Linked DNA regions of Mus musculus: all the other regions are linked to region 2. A link is a contact called in public Micro-C and promoter capture Hi-C data. All regions are on one chromosome and are shown on one strand. Each heading gives the region's core, a stretch centred on a gene start, on an enhancer-like site or on the middle of the called end of the contact. The rest is flanking DNA. Distances are from core to core; before and after follow the strand shown.

Region 1 (4,296 bases), core at 1,590-4,089, 120 kb after region 2:
CTCTTTAAAGTTGAGTTCTCTTTCTTTTATGACAACTCATCTTTTTTTATTTAATTTAATTTAAATTTTACTTATTCACTTTACATCCTGCTCACTGCCTTCCTTCTGGTCACCCCCTCCCATAATTCTTCTTCCCTCATCCCCATTCCTTTCTCTTCTAAAGGGGTGGGAAACCCCCGGGTATTCCCCCTCCTCCTGGCACTTCAAGTCTCAGTGAAGCTAGGTGCTTCCTCTTTCACTGAGTCCAGACAAGGAAGCCCAGCTAGTAGAACATATTCCACATATAGGTAACACCTTTTGTGGTAGTCCCTCTTCCCATTGTCCAAACACTGAATGTGAGAAACAGGAAATTTGTGTCCCAGGAGGAGGCTTACTGGGGCCACACTAACATGCATTTTTATCTATGCTATGGAAGCCAGATCTTTAATTAATGGCACCCTTAGTCAACACAGTCTCATATGAAGTCTAGCCTGAACATGTGCTACATATGAGTGGAGGGGCCTAGGTTCCAGTCCATGTATGTTCAGACTCTGAGAGCCTATGTCCAGCTTAGTTAACTCTGTTGGTCTTCCTGTAGAGCTCCTATCCCCTTTGGGACCCGCAATCATTCTATTCTTTTGTAAGAGTCCCAAGCCCTATCAACTGTTTGGCTATACCTGTATCTGTCTGAGTCACTTGTTAGGTGGAGCCTCTTAGAAGACAACATGCGCCTGTCTGCAAGCATATCAGAGTGTCATTAATAGTGTTAGGGATTGGTGCTTGCCCATGGGATGGGTCTCAAGTTCAGCAAGCTATTGATTGGCCATTCCTTCAACTCTTCTAGAGTTGGAAGAAATTTGGATCAGTGAAATTATATATATATAAAGTAAGAGTCACTATTAATTGAGTTTATTGATCTAATCAACTGCAGAGGCTTGAAGACAATATTAATGATGTAATAAAAGTATCCACACACAGGAGGTTAAATATAGCCTCTGGGAGATGACACAGACTCCCTGTTAAACAAGGTATATTATATAGTTCTCTAGCTACAGTTAATGATACACTTGAAATTCTGTTATAAGCTATTTTATAAAAGAATAAGGCAGGTCTGGAAACGTAGTTCTGTAATAAAGCACTTGCCTAGTTCGTGTGAGACCCAGGTTCAGCAGACATAGATAGATAGATAGATAGATAGATAGATAGATAGATAGATAGATAGACAGACAGACAGCAAGACTAGAATAAGGTAGAATTTGGTGTATTAGATTCTTTGCAAACTTCCTAGAGCATCACCATCACTCTGGTACTGTACTATCCGGAAGAAACAAGAGCCCCCCCCCCCAAAAAAAAAAAACAAAGTGAAAAATTCTTTAAACAAAGGCTAGTCACACTTACCAAACACTGAATGTGAGAGACAGGAAATCTGTGTCCCAGGAGGAGGCTTACTGGGGCCACACTAATGGACATTTTTATCTATGCTATGGAAGCCAGATCTGTTATTCATGGTTCCCTTAGTCAACACAGTCTCATGGTGAAATACTGCAGACTTAATGGCTTGAGTAACAGAAATCTTTCACAAACAGATTCATCAACTGGAAAGTCCAAGGTCAGGGTACCAGCATGGCCAGTTCCTGCTGATGCTCTCTTCAGAGCTTCGCAAGTCCATATACATGCCCATGACCACAGCTCTCTCTCCCACTTCCTAGAGGAATTCCAGTCCATAGGTCTTCTATGTCCTGTGTGCCTAATTTGAATACTTGGGAAGAAGAGACAGGAGGATCAGGAATTTAAAGTCATGCTGGTTACAGTGTGTTGAAGGCTGATCTTGTCTATATAAGACCTTATCTCAAAAGAAAAGAAAACAAATAATGAAATCTATACGATAAAGACCCTACCTGGACCCATTTAACCTTGAGTACTCTTTAAAAACTGTATCTTCAAACTTGGCCACTGTGGAGAACAGAACTTCAAAATGTGAATTAGGAGAAATACTCTCTCAGTTCATAGCAGTGAGACAGGAAGCCACACATATGGTCCTTGCAGTGGTTTTAAATATGCTTGGCCTATTGGGCGTGGTGCTGTTAGGAGGTGGGGCCTTATTGGATGTTGTGTAGCCTTGTTTGACTAAGTGTGTCACTGTGGAGGTGGAGCATTGAAGTCTCACATATGTGTTCAAATCTGGCCATTGTGATCTAGACCCTCCTCCTGGCTGCCTGCGGACGACACTCTTCCCTAGGCTGCCTTTGGATCACGATGTAGAACTCTCAGCTCCTTCTCTAGCACCATGTCTGCCTGTATGCTGCTGGGCTTCCTGCCATGATGATAATGGACTGAACCTCTGAAACTGTAAGCCCGCCCCAATTAAATGTTTTCTTAGTCATGGTGTCTCTTCAAGGGATAAAACCCTAACTAAGACAATCCCCAAATTCAACAGTTAGTTTTATTCTTTAAAAATAATATCTTAGGGTTTCTGTTGCTCTGATGAAATACCGTGAGCAAAAGCAAGTTGGGGTGGAAAGGGTTTATTTGGCTTAATTTTTTATCACGGAAGGAAGTCAGGACAGGAACTCAAACCTGGAGGCTAGAATGGAGGGATGCTGGTTACTGGCTTGCTCAGCCTGCTTTTTTCTTTTAGAACCAGGACTACCAACCCCAGAATAGCATTACCTACAATGGGCTGGGCCCAGCCCAATCAATCACTAGTTAAGAAAATGCCTACAGATCTTAAGGAGGCATTTACTCAGCTGAAGCTCCCTCCTCTCTGATGATTCACATGCACACCCTAGGAAACCTATAGTGCCTTTAAGAGCAGCTGGATTCAAATGTGACCCTTGGTGCAAGACAAGAGTGGACCAGAGGACATTTTCCCTGAGTCACCCATGGGCCGGTTCTCAGGGTGGTTTACTCAGCCGGCCTAGCCTGTTAAAGCGCCCTGAGGAATGCACTGCCTTTAGCATTCACTGATAAAAATCAAAATACCTACAAAGCCAGAAACGGCTCCTCAGTTAAGAAATATTTCAAGCCCTGGTGTTTGCAGACAACAGGAAGTAGTCGTTTAGCACAGGAAACTCTAAGCTCCTTCACCAAATGGTAAAAAGTACCCATTGGGCTGAAGTCAGGAGATTGCTGGTCTCACCCCTGCTTTGCCACTGATTCGCCTGCTGAAGGCATGACTCTGTTTTCTTATCAGAGAATGAGGCAAGGTTGGAACGGGGCATCTCAAATTCTATTACACATAAGACTTCGTTATGCTGTTTATTTTCAGTGTAAGCTTTCTGACCTGTAGCCTACACCACCTCCAACACACACACACACACACACACACGCCATCACCACCACCACCACCACCACCACCACCACCAACAACAACAACAACAACAACAACAAACAAACAAACAAACAAACAAACAAACAAACAGTTCTGTTTTCCTTACTGGAAAGCCCAAAGTCTGGCTCTCAGCATGGCCAGTTACTGATGATCCTCTTTTCTGGGCAAGGTCTCCCCAGCACCAGTTTTGTGTTTTCAAGGTCCCATCTAGGCCAAGTGTGATGTTATCCCCAGATTTCTGATGCATCCAAAACAGCTTTTTCAAAAACCAGATATCCTTTGCTTACATTATGCACCCGTGGACCATATCAATATTGAAAGCGGTGGCCTTCATCTTGCAGGACCTGATCTTTTCTTCATCAATGTGTTCAAAGGGTGCCCTAGGGTGAGAGAGGACTGCTTGGAATATTGTCTGTTATTCTTTCAAAGCCCTCTGCTCTCCTCTTCCTGCTCAGAACCTGAGTTTCAAAACCCAAGATAGAAACTAGGACCTTCTGAGAGCTTCACTGATATGGCTTCTCTCCAACTCCATTTCCAAAGTCCTGAGTGTTTGGGCAAGACAATTTTTGTTTTCTTTTGTTTTGTTTTCTGTACAAGGTACTGTATCCACTGTGATCGTATTACTAATTGATCAGAATATCGTGTGTGTGTGTCAAAGGCACCCTGCTGTGAGCACCGGTTTCCAGTTAATGTGAACATTGCTTAAGACACTCTCCTGGTACTGAGGATGCTACACTTGGGGTGTGACTCTGTGAAGGCTAAATGATGGAAACTTAGTATTTAATCAGCCTAGTTCTCAAACTCGAAACGCATAAGCACAGCATCAGCATGTGGTTTTCTAGTTATCTAGTGGTGATTGAATACTGGCTCTGAACTGACATTGATTCCAGGAAACCCTAACAAGCATTGTGGCCCTCCAGATAAAAGAGGGGGCCTATGGAGGACATGTGATTAATGAGTTTTGGCTTAAGTGTGACTCAGAGTAG
Region 2 (4,387 bases), core at 163-2,662:
CCTGCCATGCTTCCTGCTATGAGGATAATGGACTGAACCTCAGAACCAGTAATCCAACCCCAGTTAAATGTCTTTTATGAGAGTTGCCTTGGACTTGGTGTCTTTTTACAGCAACGGAAACCCTAACTAAGACAGGTAGCCTGGGATACAGGGGTAAAATGGAGGTCATCTGGTGATTAAACGACAGCTGCCCTAGGGTTTTATACATAAACTCCAGGAGTTTTAAGAGTTCTGGCCACTGTTCTCTTTTCCCCTAAGGCCCTCCTGAGTCTCTAGGGTCCTTCTTGCTATAAAAGGCTACCTTAATTTAAAATTTTTTAAATAAAATTATCTGTTTGCCAAAATAGTATTTTTTTATTATTTATTTTATTTTATTTTTATTTTTTGCAAAGTATGCAGGTCAGATCTTGGAGGTGGCTCAGTGAGTAAAGGTGCTTACTGCCAAACTTGACGATCTGAGCCCCGGGGACGGTCTCAAGGAAGGAGAGAACTGGAGTAATCTGTCCTCTGAACTGCACACATGCATGTTCTCACAGAAAAACGCATACAAGAAATATATAAATCTAACTACAAATTTTAACTAACAATATCGGATTATAAAACTCTGTACTACATTTGAATACTATTTGAAGTGGGAACAGTTCAGGAAGCAGAGAAGTGGGTCTGTGTTCTACAGACCGAGTTAGGGAACCTCATTTCAAAATGAACTTTGCACAGACTGCCACCACGTGACCTGCCTCAGGCTGTTTCATCCATTCGAGGAAGTGTATCAGCAACTCTGAGTCTTGTGGTAATGCTGTGAGGAGCAGGTGAGACAAATAATTCAAAAGGTTTCAAACAACAGCAACAGGAACCCAAAGCACCATTATCTCCTCCTCTGTGAAACGGAAATAATGGCACTGGCCAGTTTCAGCGGACTGTGCAGGAGAACTGTCAGTTTGCATTGTTTCAAACACAAACCTGCTTTGATGCTGCCATCTAAATAGGAGCCGCAGCAGCACCTTTCTCTGGCCTCTCTAGCTCTCCTGTTTCTGCTGCTACGGTGGTTTGAAAAAAAAAAAAAAAAAAAGTAGCGCGTTTCTGGGTAATTTTCACCGCAGTGAGAGTAAGGCCGAGGGAGAGAGGAGAAACCTTTGAGGTCGCGTCAGAGATCTACAAGAAAAAGATCAATCTGAGGACAGCCGGCCACGGTGCACATCTCCCCTTCCGGAGCAGCAGGCCGCAGCCCGACCTGTCCACTCGCTACCCCGCTGGAGTGGAGAGGGGAGGAGCTAAGAAGCAGGGGAGGCGTGGGAGCGCGATGTAGGGGCGGGCCCTCAGAGCGTTGTCCAATCAGAGAGAATCCCGCCAACGACCAATCACAGCTCGCCTAGTCTGGCAAATCTGCCCGGCAGTGCGGGGCGGGGCCGCCAGAGTCCCGGGGCTGCCGGTTACTCTTCTGAGAGCCCTTCAGAAAAGCACAGGGCAGTGGGCAGAGAAGCCAGGGGGCGGGGGTGCAGGCAGGCCCAGCCTGTGTACCAGCCCGGGGAAACCCACGGAAGCACCCATGAACAAGAGATGGTGCAACCCGGGTGCGCACGTGTGTGCAGCCCGCTGGCACGTCTCTATGCCCTGTGGGCACCTGTCGTGTGAGTAGCTCCGGGTGTGGCTGTTCCTGGATGTTGTGGGTTTCAGGAAGGTTTGTATCTTCGGGCCTGCCTCCCCCGTCTCCAGAGGGGAACTAAGAAGTTTAACTGACCAGGGACTGAGGAGATTAAAGGAGTGGATCTCAGTGGCAAGGCGAAGAGGGTGGGGACTGCGGGAGCAGCAGGCAGGGGAGCACCTATTTGACCCATCTCCCAGCTAGAAAAGGATCTTGAAAAGACTGGCGTGACCCATGTGCTCTGAAATGTTTAGAGAGCCCCGAGCGGTGATGACCACAGAGTGAGTGGCACTAGACTGAGCCTGTCTAAATCGTGGACGACAGGGATGCTTGCATTTAGAAAGGCCAGAAGGAAACTCAGGATGGGTACCATCTGCTCTCCCAATCCCAGCGGGACAAAGACAGCCTCGGAGGTCTGCAATGCCGACTGGATGGCCTCGCTCCCCGCTCACCTCCACAACGTCCCCCTTTCCAATCTGGCAATCCCAGGTATTCGTCTATAACTACTTGTTCGCACTGTGTTTAATGCTGCCATTTTAGTGTTTGCTAGTGGGTTGGTTGTTTTCTGTTGTGTTGAAAAACAATTGTCAGTGATCTCTTTTTATTTCCAAATTAAAAAAAAAAAAAAAAAACTTAACAGGAAGGTAGCTGCTGTAAAGAGAGTCAGTCAAGCCGACTGCATCACTGGCAAAAGGGACAGTTGAGAGAATGGAATCACTGCGCTGTTGTTTTGTTGTTTTTATTTTGTTTACACCATACGGCCTCAGTCTAAGAATGTTAACCATCTTGATGCAGAGGCCTGGGTATGTGAAAGGCTCGCTGACTTGAATCATTTAAGGGAAAGGGGGAGAGATCAAGAATAATGGGTAGAAAGTCCTTAACAATCTTAGCTCTGGGTCAACATTGAAGCTGAAAAGAATATTTTTCTCATTTATCTGACCTTTCTTGAAAACAAAAATCAGATAAGTGTTAGAAAATAGGTTCAGATTCTAGGCTGGGCATCAAGGCACATAGTTTTGTTGTTGGAAATGCCAGAAATAGAGGATGCAGTCTGTCCTCACAGGCAGTCATTAGGTGTGATGAAGTGACGGTGTTTGAAGCTTTGTCTATATATACACAGGTGTCTGCCTAGCTGATGTAGAACTGGAGCCTTGAGAAGCACCTCTGTTCTTGCTGCATTCCTCTGCCAGAGGCTTCAAAGCTTGACAGTGCTCTCGGGCAATTGGTTGATCTTTCCACTGAAAGGCTTGCTAAAACATAGTTATCTTGGGCAGGATGTTTAGACCACACTGAGCTCAGGTTGGTGAGGTGGGTGAAATCCTACAATGCTGGTACTTAAGAAGCACTCAGGGAGCAAGCGGTGGACCAGTTCTTTCTCTTGCTTGGGGACATAGCAATTAAAGTTTAGACTCTCAGACAAGCCCACATGCATTCCCTGGACCTACTTGCTTTTCTCTTCTGCCTTAAAAGATGACCTCAAGACACCTCCATCTGCTTTCTATGCATGGGACAGAGAGGTTTGGGGTTTTTTGTTGTTGTTGTTGTTTTGGGTTTTGGGAGGTTTTTGTTTTGGTTTGTTTTTGTTTGCCTTGCTCACCTCTCTTGGAGCTCTTCCAGGTTCACTGTCCTCATGGGCCCTAACTGCTGTTAAACAAGAGAAAGATTGAAAGATTTTGTTACAGCTACAAGTCCCTTCTGTCTTACTGGCCCTTAACTACAGTTCCTGGGGAAATGCCAGATGGCCATGCTTCAGAACATGTCTCCTCCATGTTTAATTGATGCCTATGGAGTCACTGCCAAACGATGCATGGGACACTTCTAACATGAGTCATTTGCCTTCGGGCTCTCCGATGGAATTATTTTGCTGAGTGATATGGCAGGTAGTTCATGTTTGCAAACAGAATGGCATCTAAGGCAGGCCCTAAATGACCCTGTCATCCACGGCATGTCCGGGTAGGCTGTGCTCCCTCCTTCCTGGTACTTTGGACAGTTCAAACTGCAGCTCCACTGGGCTGTGAGTTCTGGCTGGACTCTACAAAGGATCTGGGTGTTTGTTTTTGATCTATAGTATATTTCAGGCACTAGGATTTCTAGATGAAACAAAATTCTTGAGACCCATTGCCATACCTGAAACTCAGTATGAGCTCTACGAAGCACTCAGACATTCGTTGACCTTGCTTTATAAAGCAAAATTCTCCTGATAAGCAGAAAGAGAAAATGGTAGTCCCATCTCCCCAATACATGCTGTATTTTTATCATGAAATGTCTTCTTTCCAGGAAAGAGAGAGACATATGTAGGTATGTCATGTCAGAACTGGAAATACACATTCAAGAACTATCCATTTACAACCTTCCATCCCCCATTTCTGGTTATGGTTACTGCAATCTGACTTCTAGCACTTCCCAGAGAAAGGCTTACAGTCAGGTTCAGTCTGGCCTTGATGAGAAATTAGAATGTATGGGATGAATTCAGGAAGTGGGGTCCATCCTGTTCCTTCCTCTGCAGTATTGTACACTTGCCTTTGACTCTCTCTCTCTCTCTCTCTCTCTCACACACACACACACACACACACACACTTTATTGTTCTAGCCTTTCTTCGAGACACATTTCTACTATCTAGCCTAGCCTGACTTCAACCTTGAGGGCATCCTGCTCATCCTTCCAAATGTAGCTATAGACCACCATGCCTGGTGGTAAATATTCATTACTGACCTCCACCCTGATGTACCCGCTGGCATACATTT
Region 3 (4,680 bases), core at 1,802-4,301, 83 kb after region 2:
TAGAACAGTCAGTGCTCTTAACCACTGAGCCATCTCTCCAGCCCCAAACAAAACACTTCTTAAACACAAGGTCTTTCATGGTAAACTGAAATGGGCACCACTAGGAAAACTTTAGACAACAGAAGACCCCTCCAGCACCTCACCCATCAGATTCCATCCGGGTGATATCCACCCATTGTGTAGGTTCTAGTGCCAGATCAGGATTGAATTTAAAATCTCCGTCTACTGTCTAAGATGATGACTCTTCCCAAGGCAGCCAGTTGCTTTTCTACTGGACAGATTTCTCAGTTTGAAACAGGAAAAGAGATACATCGAATTGCATCAGGTTGTCACAGGTATCAAACGGAATTGTTTACGAACTTTCTCCCAATGGCTCAAGCAGAGAAAGGCCTCAACACATGCCAGCATTAAACTGGCATTACCTTAACAGTGTGCTATAGCCAACATGTATAGTGTTTTTAATACTCAACAAATGGTAAGTCTTTATCCTGTTCTCAGATTTTGGAAACTGAGGCACTGAGAGGTTCAGTGCCTCAATTGAGGAAATCTTAGGGAACTCTCTGAGAATAAGATGCATTCTGTGGGGACTCTGTAGCTGTCATTCTCATCCCCGGTGTCCGAGTGTGATCTGAACCAGATCTAGACATGCCTCCCCAGAACCTGGCCGCACGCCTCAGGATAGAAGGAGATATTATTTCTCCAGGCCCTCCTGGAGTCTCTCTCAGCCCCCCTTTTTGGCCACATACTGCTATGTGCTGTTTGTGTCTGAAATGGAAAATTTTTGTAACACAATACCCAATACCCAGCTTTGGTCCCCACAGATTCTCAAATAATCCTGGTTTTTTATTTCCCTTTTTCCCTTTTTTGGTTTGGGTTAAAATATGACTTCACAATTCTAGAGCTCTCAGCAGATTCAAAGGCACTACAGAATTCAGACCTGTCTAGTTTGCTATATTATAAAGAATTTTGCTTTTCTAAAAACAAACAAAAAACAAAACAACAACAACAACAAAAAACCCCAAAAAGCCAAGAGCAAAGAGTGAGGAGAGTCCTGGTGTCAGAGCCATAGCGCTGGGAACCTCCTCTTCATCCCCAGCCCCAGCCCAGGGGAGACACTTGATCCCCAACATCCCCACAGTAGCCCACAGAAAGGCAAAAAGCCATAGCTGCCTTTAGCTTTATGACCATTTCTGAAATGAGCATCTTGGAATTGGACAATGGGAGCCAAGGACCTCTCCCAACACCCTTCCCTTTCTAGATGGTTAACCCTTCACACATTATGTCTGATATGGTCCTGGGTCTGTCTGAACAGTATAGAGGAGTATCCCTGAGTGGACTCCACATACATTGCAATTTATTATTGCTCTTATTAATCTGGACTTTAGAACCCAACCTCATACCTAAGATGACAATATTTTTCAAGCCAGTCATTTAACTTTTGATATGGCAGCTTCACCATTATAAAATCAGAAATGAGATATTCCTGATCTCACCAGGTTGTCATAAATATGAAATGGAATCGTGTTTAGAAAACTTTGTCACAGTGGTGACACAGCATAGTATGGCCCTGACACAGATCAGCAATAGGCATTATGTATTAATTAAATTTGCATTATCATACAGTACTGCCTAGCCAGCACATCATGATGTTAGTATTTCACAAAGTCAGAGGCTTTATACTGTTCGTCTTTATCCTACTGTAACAGACTCATGCTAGGATCTGAAGTTCATCTCCCCAGACTCCTGTGTTGAAATCCAAGCCCCGTCAATGTGATAGCATCAACCGATTTCCTCCTTCACCCTCATAGATAAGCAAGTGTCTGCCATAACTCAGGAAACAGGCCCTCCTCACCAGTCCCCAAGCTTGCCAGAGCTTTCACTTCAGACTTTCCAGCCCCCAGGTATATGAGAAATAAAATTTCTGTTGTTTCTGCGATAGATATCAATCTATGATGTATCCTTATGACAATCCTGAAAGAGTAAACAAACAGTTATGGTGATATTTGTTTCAGAAAATAGAATGCCCTTTAGTGAGGAAGCAGAGTGATGTTCTGGCAACAGTGTAGCACTGGAGTTGAACACACCTCAACTTGACCCTGATGCTGCTATGCTGCTGCTTCTTAAGTTGCCTGGCCTGCGGCAAGTTTTGGAATGTCTTTGAAATCCCGCTTTCTGTTTGTATAGTGGAGATAACAGAACTTACCTCCTAGGGTTACAGGGAGGATATAATGAAACAATGTTTGGGAAGTCCTTGACTTCTGGTCTGCAGCCCAGAAATGGATTTTAGTCTGTGACAGAAAGACCCACTGCCCCCACCCCCCCCCACTTGATAGAACTGACTGGAATAATTACAACATCTGGGAGTCTTATCCAAAATATTTTTCCAGTGACAGAGTACAGGAGAAAACCGCCTGGTCCATTGTGTATTTTTGTCTCTTGTGCAAGACTTGGCTTGGTGTATGATTTACAAATAGATGTCTGATTATAAATTAGGGGCAGGGGTATCGGGAATCTAGATGTCTTCTAGCTATCACACTTTTGCCCCATGCAGCTAATTGGTAGCACAGAAGTTTTGTTTGTTCTTATAAAGTAGCTGAGTCAAAGTGGTCCACTAATGCTCACAATTTCATTTCAAGAAGGTTTAAAATTATGTGTTGAGGAGGGCGGCAACATCATAAATTCCAGGGAAGAGTTACCTTCAACGCTCTTAAAACTGGGCTCCAGTGACCCCATCAATAAAGGCACAGTTGTCCAACAGAGGTGCTATGACCTCAAGGCAGGTTCATGGACATTACCCAGACTTGGACCCTCACCTTCCATCCTTGCATTACTCAGACTCTGTCTTCCCAGTCTTAATTCCCACTTGCTGAGTGAGGAGATGCTAATCCGCCTGTGGTGTCCTTGTAAAAGAAATTGCACAATCTCAGCTGCTGAGAGGTGAAGATGCTCCCTAAGTCTCTCCTTTCCAGAGGCCCAGAAGAGCAGAGCAGAGAAGCTTCTCTCTGCTTTGGGCCAAGGGGGATCAAAGTCTGAAGCTTAGCTTCCAAGCAACGTTGGGATTCAACTTTTTCTTGGCAGACACGAAGCACCCGTAACCTTTGCCTCATCCCGCCACACCAATGTTCTGTAGCTTCTTACTCCTGATCAATACACTTGCTGGAAAGTAGGAGAAAGTAGCAAGGTTGGCATTCACAGTGTTGGAGGGTCAGGGAGGCACCCAGACGGCCATCTAGAAGGCTCTGAAAAGTAGGTGGCCATTGTAGAACACCCTTCCTTTTCTCTATACCACTGGTTGCTTCCAGAACAATACAATTGAAAAGGTGATTTATAGCTAATGTCCATGCAAAAAGTTATTTTTTAGCTGGCAAAATGAACCTCAGATGTTAGACAGGGAAAACACGTCCAGAAAACTCTTTTGTATTAGTTTCCCTTAAAGAGGAAAACCAATTGGATATCCAGTCCATACTACTTTAACTCCAGTCCTTAGATACAAAATTAAGGCTTAAAAAGCAAAGAGATAATACATTCCCTGCTTCCTAAATCACTCTGCTGCTCTATTAGACAGCATCAGACTTGAAGTGAAGACCAGACCCAGCTCACTAGAAACTGAAGTAAAGGGCGGGGGTGGGGTGGGGTGGGGTGGGGGACTAAGTCCCACTCTTTGAAACTTGAAGTGCAAAAGAAGAAAAACAGAATGAGTGCAGCAGAATCTACCTTAGTGTTTCATCGTTTCTCTTTCCTCCTCTCCACTTGCAGACAGCCTCTCAAACACACGAACAGACATATCCCCCCACAGCTTTCCACATACATCAACAGACACCCCCTCACATACAAGAACAAATACCCCCTCACATGTGTACATACATGTGTGCATTCACATACACCCTCACATACTATAAAAGGAAGACAAGTAACCCTGAATCAGAATACTAACAGTTTTTTGTTTATTATCTACAAGATTTACCATCTTCTTCATATTGTTCATTTTCTGCAAACTAAGGTTGATAATATTTTTTTCTTATAGCAGTGTTGTTAGATCAAATAAAACAACAAAATGTATTTTATAAACCACAAAACAGCCATTTAGTCACTTGTTTCAAGAAACTTAAAAACCCAGAGAAATTAGGGCACCTTCTCTCAAATTCCCACTTGTAAACATACATGTCGAACATGTCATAGGTCTATGGAAAAGTTTTGCTGGTCTTGTTTTTCCTCCAAGACTCGACACACAAAAGGACTTGGGCATAACAAGCAAAGAGCAGCTGTGTTCAACTGAGTTCTCGGAGTCTCCTGACCTGAACCCTTCCCATCAATGCAAAGACATCTGTAAACATCTGTTGTTTTTCTATAGTCCCAAAGTATGCCTTTTGCAGAGTGTTGACATTACATTTGTGAGTCAAATATTTCCTGATGTAACATAGAATTTTGGAAAGGCATTTTCATAATGAGCAGAAACTTTCAAATATTTTTCTGGAATTCAGTTTCAAGGAATTGGAGAATAGAGGACACAACCATATTTTTGTTATCTGCAAACTCAGATGATAATCGTAACTTCTATGTCTATCAGTAGTATCTAATAGAATAGTTCACATGCAGTTGTTTAAATGCACAATGAATTTTCGGTGGTCTTGATAACTTGATTATCCTATTCCCAGCGGCTCTGCCTTTGCCACTGTCAGG

What was found. Promoter capture Hi-C pulls out the DNA fragments that hold promoters and counts their contacts. A called contact is a pair of places that touch in the nucleus more often than the background predicts.
Region 1: a Micro-C map of the HL-1 cell line shows a contact between it and region 2, with 2.3 times the contacts expected there. The contact joins the enhancer-like site here to the promoter of Plcxd2 in region 2. A contact is called at or near these places in 1 of 39 promoter capture datasets (liver), 2 of 484 Hi-C or Micro-C datasets (the HL-1 cell line and liver), 1 of 115 datasets of contacts at active chromatin or transcription factors (bone marrow-derived macrophages) and 2 of 9 other capture datasets (adipose tissue and liver).
Region 3: a contact with region 2 is called in a promoter capture Hi-C map of liver, with 2.6 times the contacts expected there. The contact joins the enhancer-like site here to the promoter of Plcxd2 in region 2. A contact is called at or near these places in 3 of 39 promoter capture datasets (the 3T3-L1 cell line and liver), 1 of 15 datasets of contacts at CTCF or cohesin (embryonic stem cells) and 4 of 484 Hi-C or Micro-C datasets (liver and nephron progenitors).

The regions. Positions count from the first base shown.
Region 1 is chr16:45,885,399-45,889,694 of GRCm38.p6, reverse strand. It overlaps a transcript of Phldb2 not described here. Among named protein-coding and RNA genes, the nearest start is that of Phldb2, 43 kb to the right of the region's middle. Within about 2 kb of position 2,839, at least 60 of the 459 cell types and tissues checked have an H3K27ac peak or open chromatin away from gene starts, as enhancers often do. A contact at or near this core is called in the HL-1 cell line, where this site is marked.
Region 2 is chr16:46,007,438-46,011,824 of GRCm38.p6, reverse strand. It overlaps Plcxd2 (phosphatidylinositol-specific phospholipase C, X domain containing 2), which reads left to right and starts at 1,412. Exons shown (of 4, transcript NM_001134480.1): 1 at 1,412-2,131. The coding sequence starts at 1,969.
Region 3 is chr16:45,925,377-45,930,056 of GRCm38.p6, reverse strand. It overlaps a transcript of Phldb2 not described here. Among named protein-coding and RNA genes, the nearest start is that of Gm15638, 18 kb to the left of the region's middle. Within about 2 kb of position 3,051, at least 41 of the 459 cell types and tissues checked have an H3K27ac peak or open chromatin away from gene starts, as enhancers often do. A contact at or near this core is called in liver, where this site is marked.